Regions from separate parts of the Ovis aries genome. Here regions 2 and 3 are each linked to region 1. The links are chromatin contacts, called in public Hi-C maps. All regions are on one chromosome and are shown on one strand. The core of a region is the stretch at or near the end of the contact, and the rest is flanking DNA. Distances in the headings are between cores, read along the strand shown.

The links. A called contact is a pair of places that touch in the nucleus more often than the background predicts.
Region 2: a contact with region 1 is called in a Hi-C map of hypothalamus, with 4 times the contacts expected there. The contact joins the enhancer-like site here to the promoter of GAB2 in region 1. A contact is called at or near these places in 8 of 16 Hi-C or Micro-C datasets (blood, hypothalamus, liver and 2 more).
Region 3: a contact with region 1 is called in a Hi-C map of hypothalamus, with 4 times the contacts expected there. The contact joins the enhancer-like site here to the promoter of GAB2 in region 1. A contact is called at or near these places in 6 of 16 Hi-C or Micro-C datasets (hypothalamus, liver, muscle and 2 more).

The regions. Positions count from the first base shown.
Region 1 is chr21:15,225,086-15,227,804 of ARS-UI_Ramb_v3.0, reverse strand. It overlaps GAB2 (GRB2 associated binding protein 2), which reads right to left and starts at 1,319. Exons shown (of 10, transcript XM_027959276.2): 1 at 1,051-1,319. The coding sequence starts at 1,131. NARS2 (asparaginyl-tRNA synthetase 2, mitochondrial) reads right to left here. Exons shown (of 15, transcript XM_042237733.1): 15 at 1,755-2,719. All of the region lies in intron 1 of LOC121817475 (a long non-coding RNA gene), which reads left to right.
Region 2 is chr21:15,388,796-15,391,514 of ARS-UI_Ramb_v3.0, reverse strand. The region is part of intron 3 of GAB2 (GRB2 associated binding protein 2); the gene reads right to left. Among named protein-coding and RNA genes, the nearest start is that of USP35, 77 kb to the left of the region's middle. Within about 2 kb of position 1,359, at least 19 of the 54 cell types and tissues checked have an H3K27ac peak or open chromatin away from gene starts, as enhancers often do. A contact at or near this core is called in hypothalamus and liver, where this site is marked.
Region 3 is chr21:15,094,089-15,096,807 of ARS-UI_Ramb_v3.0, reverse strand. All of the region lies in intron 5 of NARS2 (asparaginyl-tRNA synthetase 2, mitochondrial), which reads right to left. Among named protein-coding and RNA genes, the nearest start is that of NARS2, 21 kb to the right of the region's middle. Within about 2 kb of position 1,362, at least 3 of the 54 cell types and tissues checked have an H3K27ac peak or open chromatin away from gene starts, as enhancers often do. A contact at or near this core is called in hypothalamus, where this site is marked.

The sequences.
Region 1 (2,719 bases), core at 70-2,569:
CAACAGCTCACTTCCATGCTGCGGGAACGATCCCAGAGTCCAGCACGGACAGGCAGTTTAACAAGGGCATTTCATAGCAAGAGAAGAGGAGGGGATGGGAGACCCTGACATCTTTTAGCGACCTTACCTCTATTTCCAAACTCAGTCAAATAACCCAGGGCTGATTTCAGCCAAATCTCAGTCACTGGCACCATCTTGTACTTTGACCCCGCCAAGCTAGGCATCTTCTGGTGGGACCGGGGGGTGGAGGGACCAGACCCCTCACTGCTCACACCAGGCTGCACGACCCTCCCCAGGAGTGGAGCCTCTCTCTTGAAAGGGAGCGGCTGTCCCGGTAATTTCAGTAAACACTGTCGGTTAGCACCACCTGGCAACTGAGACCCTTAATCTCTCCTGACCCCAGACGCCAAAGGGCTGTACAACACAAAAGCCGGGCCAGTAGCCGCAGACCAAACTGCAGTGCCACCTTCGCGGGGTTGGGGGGATGCATGTGGGAGACATACAGCATAAAGGCAAAGAAGGGGGACAAACAAATGAGTCACTTAATCCAAGGGCTGCACATGCTGCTGACGCCGCCCGTGATGCAGCGCTGTGGACTGGGAGGAAGCAGGCGGCCGCCGGGAGGGGCGGGCAGGGAGAGCGCGGGGGAAGGGGTGCGAGGCGCGGCGCCCTTTGTGGGGGGCCCGGCCGCGCGGCCCCTCGGCCTACGCCCCCCCCCCTTCCCGCCCACTCCCCGAGCCCCGCAGGCTGGAGCCGCTCGGGGTCCGTACGGACCCCCGGGCCCCGGGAATCAACTCTTTTCGGTCTCCGAAAACAATCAATACAAACTTCAATACGCGGTTTAGTTTACGGGGAGGCTGGCCGGGGAGGCGCCGCAGCCTCCATCTGGCCGCCCGCGCGCCCCGCCCCTCGGCGGCGCACCTGTGACAGGTGTGCAGCAGCCCGGTCGCGGGGCGCGCCGGCCGCCCCCGGCACCCCCGCCCGCGCCCCCCCGGGGCGCCCGGCCCGTCGGCAGGCCGCGGCGCGCCCCGCGCCCCCGCCCGCACTCACATAGCGCCTCAACTTCTTCTCGGGGGGCGATTTCCTCAGCCAGCCGGTGCACACCACGTCGCCGCCGCCGCCGCCGCTCATGCTGCCGGCCGCCCGGAGCCCGCCGCGGGGTCGGGGACGAGGGCGCGGGCCGCGGGCTCAGCCGGCCGGCGGTGCGCGGCTCGCGGCGAAGGGGAGGGGCCGGGGCGGCCGGCGGCCGCGGGGCGAGGGCGAGGGCGAGGGCGAGGCGGCGCGGCCCGGCTGCCTCGCGCGCGCCCGCGCCTTCTCCCGGCCCGGCCGCGGCGGGGGCGCCCCGGCAGGAAGGGCGGCGCGCGCTCGCCACGCCCACAGCCCGCCGCGCCCCCGGGCGGGCCGCCCGCGGAGACGCGGACACCGCCGCGCGCCTCGGACCCAGCGCTCTCGGGGGCGCCCGCGGCCCGCCGCGCCCCCCGGGGCTTGTTTTCCGAAGCCAGCGGGGCAGGCGGCCGCGCCCTTGGCGGGCGTGGGGTAATGGGCATGGACTGCGCGCCCTCGATGGTGAATCGACCTTTCGCAGAGGGTCGTCAGCCAGGGGCCCGAGGGCTGCTCCCCTGACATGTCCATTCCCCCTTCGTTTCAGGTTTCAGTGGGTCAGGTTTTGGCTGAAATGAGTGACTCGCTTTCCAAGAGTTTCATTAACTCTCTCACCCCCTTGGTGGGAGAAGAAAAAACAACATTACTACGTGTTGGGCTGGGCGTACGTTCCTTGCTTACATGATCTTCGTTACAAATCTCCAAATTGAGTGGGGTGTATTATTACCATTTCACAGATCGCCTAAAGCCTTGGCCGTGCAGTCAAGCTTCTCATTCTAGGGATGGTCGGGGTTGGGAGTGGTACTGCTCGTCTATTTAAAGGGGAGAACTGCTTTCACGTCCGCGTCCTCTTAGTATCAGAATGGAGCAGAACTGGCAACCCACTCCCGTATTCTTGCCTGGAGAATTTCATGGACAGAGGAGCCTGGCGGGCTACAGTCCATGGGGTTGCAAAGAGTCGGACAGGACTGAGCGACTAATACACTATTATCAGAAAATAAAGTTCTGTTGGCTTCCACACTGCCTCTGAGAGAAGCAATTCAGTAGAAGAAAATTCTTACGATCTGTAGAATCAAGGAGGCAAAAATGAGTCAAAAATACTATTTCATAGTGAATTGGAAGGCAAGATGGTGTAGGGCAAGAAACGGGTCAAAATTTTTCAGTGCTCCAACTTATTGACACAAGTTAGGAGAACTCTCTGGGGCTCCTATGATGCAGATGCCTCTTACGGCGTTGTGGAAGGGCTTAACTGAGATGGAGAACGCAGAAGCACATACCTGATGAATCTAGCATTTTGTGGGGAGAGAAGAGGGGGAAAAACCCCCAGCAAAACCGGAAACCTTTGGTTAAAGGCTCTTTTCAACTCACAAAGTACCTTTACAAGCAGCGTTAAAAGGTTAGGCTCTCCATCCGCGCCCCTAGTTCTTTGAAGAGTGGATAGTAACCCGTTATATTAATAGGGAACTGCTTCGGGCACGGGAGTAGAACCGGTGGCATCTTGCCCTCCAGAAAACATCAGACTAAGGCTACTTTGCTCAGTTCCCTATCTCTGTGCAGCAAAGCTAGCTGTTGCAAGCTGTTGGACATCCTTCTGATTTTACAGATCTTTGTTGGGTTG
Region 2 (2,719 bases), core at 110-2,609, 160 kb before region 1:
TATTACTTTTTAAAATTCAGCTTTTGGGAAAACAAGGCAAGATTAAAAACGAAATGATTTGGGGGTGAAGGGTTTGTGAGTTCCATCCCCACCACTAATACATACCGTGGGCTTCCCCAAGGAGGGACCTGGGGGGTCTTACACACTGAAGGCTTCTGCAAGGTGGGACCTGGGGGGTCTTATACACTGTGGGCTTCCCCAAGGCAGAACCTGTGGGGTTTTACACACTGTAGGCTTCCCCAAGGTGGGGCCCGGCGGGGGTGTGTGTCTTACAGGCTGTGGGCATCCCCAAGGCAGGACTTGGGGGCCCTCCAGGGTCCTTTCAGGTCCATCTGGTTCTGAAAAGCCACGACCCCTTGGCTGTACTAGCATGGCTTCCACACTGCGTTCTGTTCTGCATAGGTCCCTCCAGAAATGAGAAGGTGAAGTTCTGAGCAAGCAGAGATTCACGTCTGCTTTTCTCTTTCTCATAGGATGATTCTTCATAGGATTCCATTTGGGGAAAATAAAGGAATCAGAATTCTAGAATAATCCTGTACAGTGGTGATTCCCAGCTTTTGGGAGGCTATATGCCTCTTTAAGGATCTGATAAAAATCTCTTCTGGCACTTCTCACCAGAATAAGGCAGATCTCACACACATACAGATTTGCAGGCTAACAGAGGGATGGGTAGCCCTTGACCCACTGAGGCCAATCCATGGAGCCCCCGCCTTATACAAGCTCTCTCAGCTCATGGGGAGCTTGTTATTTGTGGATGTGGCCACCAGATGGTGATATATATTAAGGCCCATCAGCTTAGAAAGCGGAAGGGAAACAGGTGTCGAGGCCAGGCTCTCTTTGTTAGTTAACCTGCATCCGTGACGGCTGGGACTGACATTGCCACACCGTTCACAACCCTCGTCCCTGGGCCTCCGTACTCTCCCCCTTTCTGTTCCATTTCACACACGTAAGCAAGCCAGCATCCCTGGCCTAGAGCACTGAACATCCAGCCTTCAGATCCTGGAGGGCCGGGTCCGAGACCGGGGAGCCAGTGGTGGACATGAGGGGCTCACATCTGTCTTTGATGCCTTTCACTGTGTCTTTTGGAGCTTCCAACTCTGGCGGATGCTCCCATCTGGATCTGTCCATTGAAAAAAACCTTTCCTGACATCTCACTTTCCATCTGGGCCAGGCCCAATGGATACAGAGAAGCCTCCTGCCCTGGGGGAGGGGGCACCGTGGTAGAGGAGGTGACAAGCCTGCAAGCCTTAGTCAGGCCTGTGAATATGCGGCTGTTGACACATTCAGAGCAACCATCCCCGGTAGTGGTGGTGGTGCAGAGTGTCAGGGAGGCTTCTTCAGCGATGTCACCCTGGACTGACTGGCAACTGGCCAGGCAAAAGCAAGAGAAGGGAAAAGGTGTTCCCTTAGAGGCAGAGCAGTAGAACGCCATCTGGCAAGTTCAAGAACCACAAGCTGTTCAGGCTAGAGCAGGAGCCTTAGGAGGTGGGGTTGAGGGATGACAGTGGAGGGCCAGTCCTGGGCTGAGGAGAACAGGAGTCCTTGAGAGTCTAGGGTGCTGAGAGGTGTGGAGAGCATCTCAGGGAGCCTGCAGTGGCCTTCAACACACTCAGCCGTGAGCTCATCATCTCTCTCCTGACTCTCCGGTTTGGGGAAAGAAACCAAGCCACTCAAGCCAAAGCCCGGGAAGAACCTTTTTCACTTCTCACTCCATAAGCACATCAGATCCTATCGACTCCACCCCAGTTCAGGTCCTCCTGGTTGTCTTCTGCGTTTAACAAAAGGGTTGGTAGCTAACTAGCCTCCATAATCATCTGCCCGGCTCTCTGGGCCTCTTTTCATCCCTCTCACGCTTCCTTTCCTAACTTCCCAGCTTAACAATTCTCAGTGCTGTCTCAGTGTCTTTAGGGTGATGGCATATCCCAGCTCCACCTTACCCGCCCAACCTCTTCTCCCCAGCTGCCCTCCTCAGGCTGGGATCTACACAGTTGGCTCTCCAGGGTTCTGAGAAGACCCCAGGCAGCCAGGCCTCTGTGCCGTGTTCGTGTCTCTGGAAGGCCCCCTCTCCCATCTGGCAGCTCAAACTCAGCTCCAGCAGCACCTCCTTTGAAGCTGGTTCTCGCATTCCTCACCTCCCAGCACAATCACTTGCTCCCTCTCAGAGCAGGTAGCGACTGGTACCTGTGTTACACACCAGTTGCTTATTTCCTCCACCAGGCTGATTTCCTTGAGGAAAGAAACAGTGTCTTATTCATTTCCCTCTCATCAGCACCCAGATTAGCGCATGTCACATAGTGAATGGTGAATATGTGTTTGCTGAATGAACAAGCAAATGAACTTATAAACAGACACACAGGTAAAGAAAAGCCTTGGTGCTGCCATCCACTTTCCCCAAGCTTGGCCTGAACCCTTAGGAGCAGCAGATGGAAACTCTTTTCTCTTCAGAACATGGGAACCCCTGTCCCAGCCTCCTGCTGCCCTGGTGTCCCCTCTCCGGTTACAGAACTGCTCACTCATCCCTGAGCTCCTGGCCTGGGCTTGCATCATCTACCTTTTTCTGGAACGTCTCCTTGATACATCACAATCTGACAAAGTGCCGAAGAAGCCTTCCTGCTCCACAGAGGTGCTTCAGTCCCTCAGACTTACCTCGTGGCTTCACTCACTCTTCCCACTTTGCTCCCACAGCACACTTCGTGTTCCCTGCACACACTCACCTCAC
Region 3 (2,719 bases), core at 113-2,612, 130 kb after region 1:
AACAGAATACTAGTCAGGTACAAAAAGGAATCAAGTACTGTTGCATGCTACATGTATGAACCTCAAAAACTTTGTGCTAAATGAAAAAAACCAGACACAAAGGCCATATGTAGTATGACTGCATTTATATGAAATACTCCAGAAGAGACAAATCTATACAGAGTGGTTGAGTGGTTACCTAGAGCTTGGGGTGGGAACGAGAAGGGACTGCTAATGGGTAGGTAGTAAGTTTCAATACGGGGTGATGTAATGCTCTAAAAGTAAACTGTGAGGATGGCTGCATAGCTCTGCCACTGTACTGAAAACCATGGAACAGTATCCTACACCCTACCTTTATTCTTTATGATTCACTAATATAAATCTTCTAATCTTCCATCCAGAGCCCAGTGAAAGCCCCCACACTTATTTCAACTGCTTGACTCTGCTCACACTGTTCCCCTACCTAAAATACTCTCCCTAGTGTACAGTAGAGGGGGCTTCCCTGGTAAGCGCAGATGGTAAAGAATATGCCTGCCATGCAAGAGACCCAGGTTTGATCCCTGGGTCAGGAAGATTCCCTGGAGAAGGGACTGACAACCCACCCCAGTATTCTCACCTACAGAATTCCATGGACAGACCATGGGGTCACAAAAAGTTGGACACAACTGAGCAATTCACACACACACACACACACACACACACACACACACACACAGTACAGTTAATTTACATACTTATTTTGAAGATGTTTCTGATCAAGTCAGTTCTCATGATCCTACTTATCCTCTAGATTTCATACATACCACTTAAAACTGGTAACACTGAACTTCAAATATATACATAAAGCAGTCCCACCTTACTTCCTATCAATGTTTACATTTTGCCAGAATCTCTAATTCATGCTTTTAATTTCTTTTATCTTCTCAGAGATAAACTACTCACTGCAGAATCATGAGGATCAAACGTAATTGTGAGAACTCAACTAGGGCTCTAAGGACAAAGGAAAAAAGTGTACAACCAGGGACTGTTGTAGGATAAGCAGCATCAAGAGTGAACGAAGAGAGCCTCTCTGGTTGCCCAGTGGTTAAGAACCCACCTGCCAATGCAAGGGACATGGGTTCACACCCTGGTCCGGGCAGCTCCCACATGCCAAGGACAACTGAGCCTGTGTGCCACAACTACGAAGCCCATGCTCTAGAGCCCACGAGGTGCAACTACTGAGCCTACATGTTGCAACTACTGAAGCCCGAGTGCTCTAGAGCCCAGGCTCTGCACCAAGGGAAGCCACTGCACAAGCCCACACACTGCCACTGGAGAGCAGCCCCCGCTCAACCCAGCTGGAGGGCAGCCCCCGCTCGACCCAGCTGGAGGGCAGCCCCCACTTGATCCAGCTGGAGAGCAGCCCCCGCCTGATCCAGATGGAGAGCAGCCCCCGCTTGATCCAGCTGGAGAGAGGTCCACACAGCAATGCAGGCGCAGTGCAGCCAAAAATAAATAACAATTCTTTAAAAAAAAAAGTGAATGAAATGCGTACTCCTTTCTCTATCAAATCCTGCAAACTCACCTGCTTTACCAACCAGAACTGTGACAACATCTTTATATCATCTCTTTCTCACACTCTGAATAAACAAAGCTAATTCCACTATCTAAAATTCCTCAGCATGGCCCTGAAGAACTATGAACGCAGAACCCTTATTTGTTTTACTGCTGTTTAGTCACTCGGTTGTGTCTGACTCTCTGTGAGCCCATGGACTGTAGTACGCCAGGGTCCTCTGTCCATGGGATTTCCCAGGCAAGGATACTGGAGTGGGTTGCCATTTCCTTCTCCAGAGAATCTTCCTGACCCAGGATCAAATGTGAGTCTCCTACAGTGGCAGGTGGATTCTTTACCACTGAGCCACCAGGGAAGCCCTCTCATTTATTAAGCTTCAGAAATTCATTTTCCCCTTTCTATATATTTATACTTGCCTTGTGTTGGTTAGAGTCCAAAACACACATGTTCTAATCATTTAGACTTGCCTGGAGGATTTCTCTGGTAGTAAAGCACTTAGCTCCAAATTTATCTTATTTAAGTTTGCTACTCAAATATTTTTTATTTAATTTGGGCCTAATAATTCCCTTCATACTTGTAAAAACTCCTTTTAAAAATTTTATTTATTTTTTAATTGAAGGATAAATGCTTTACACAATTTTGTTGTTTTCTGTCAAACATCAACATGAATCAGCCATAGGTGTACCTATGTCCCCTCATGTCAGGACAACTTCTTGTAGTGAATACACTGTTCGATTACATGAAGAGAAAGCATCATTACCAAGAGTCAGAACATACTGAACCACAGAGAGTAGTTTTACACAGGCCCTGTCATTTGATGGAATCACCCAAATGTATAAAGAATTTTGACTTCCCTCAGAGACATAGAAATCAGTGAATAAATACAAAAAGCACCAGTCAACAACATATATTTCTCTTTGTATGCTGTTATACTAACTGGCCAATGATTTTAAACAGGCTGTCTAACTGGCAAGTGAAAGGCTTTCAAGTGCCTACAAGTAAGAAAAACTGGTAACTTTTAAATTTCCTGCAACAAGTGCGGGCTAACAATGCCTGGCCCATAGAAGGAGCTCAAAAAATAATTGCTGAACAAAGGACTGAAATAAAAGCCTTCATGAGGTATAGAGACTAAATCATTTTTCTGAAAAATACATTTTCTAAAGACTCTGAAAAGAGAAAATATTCACA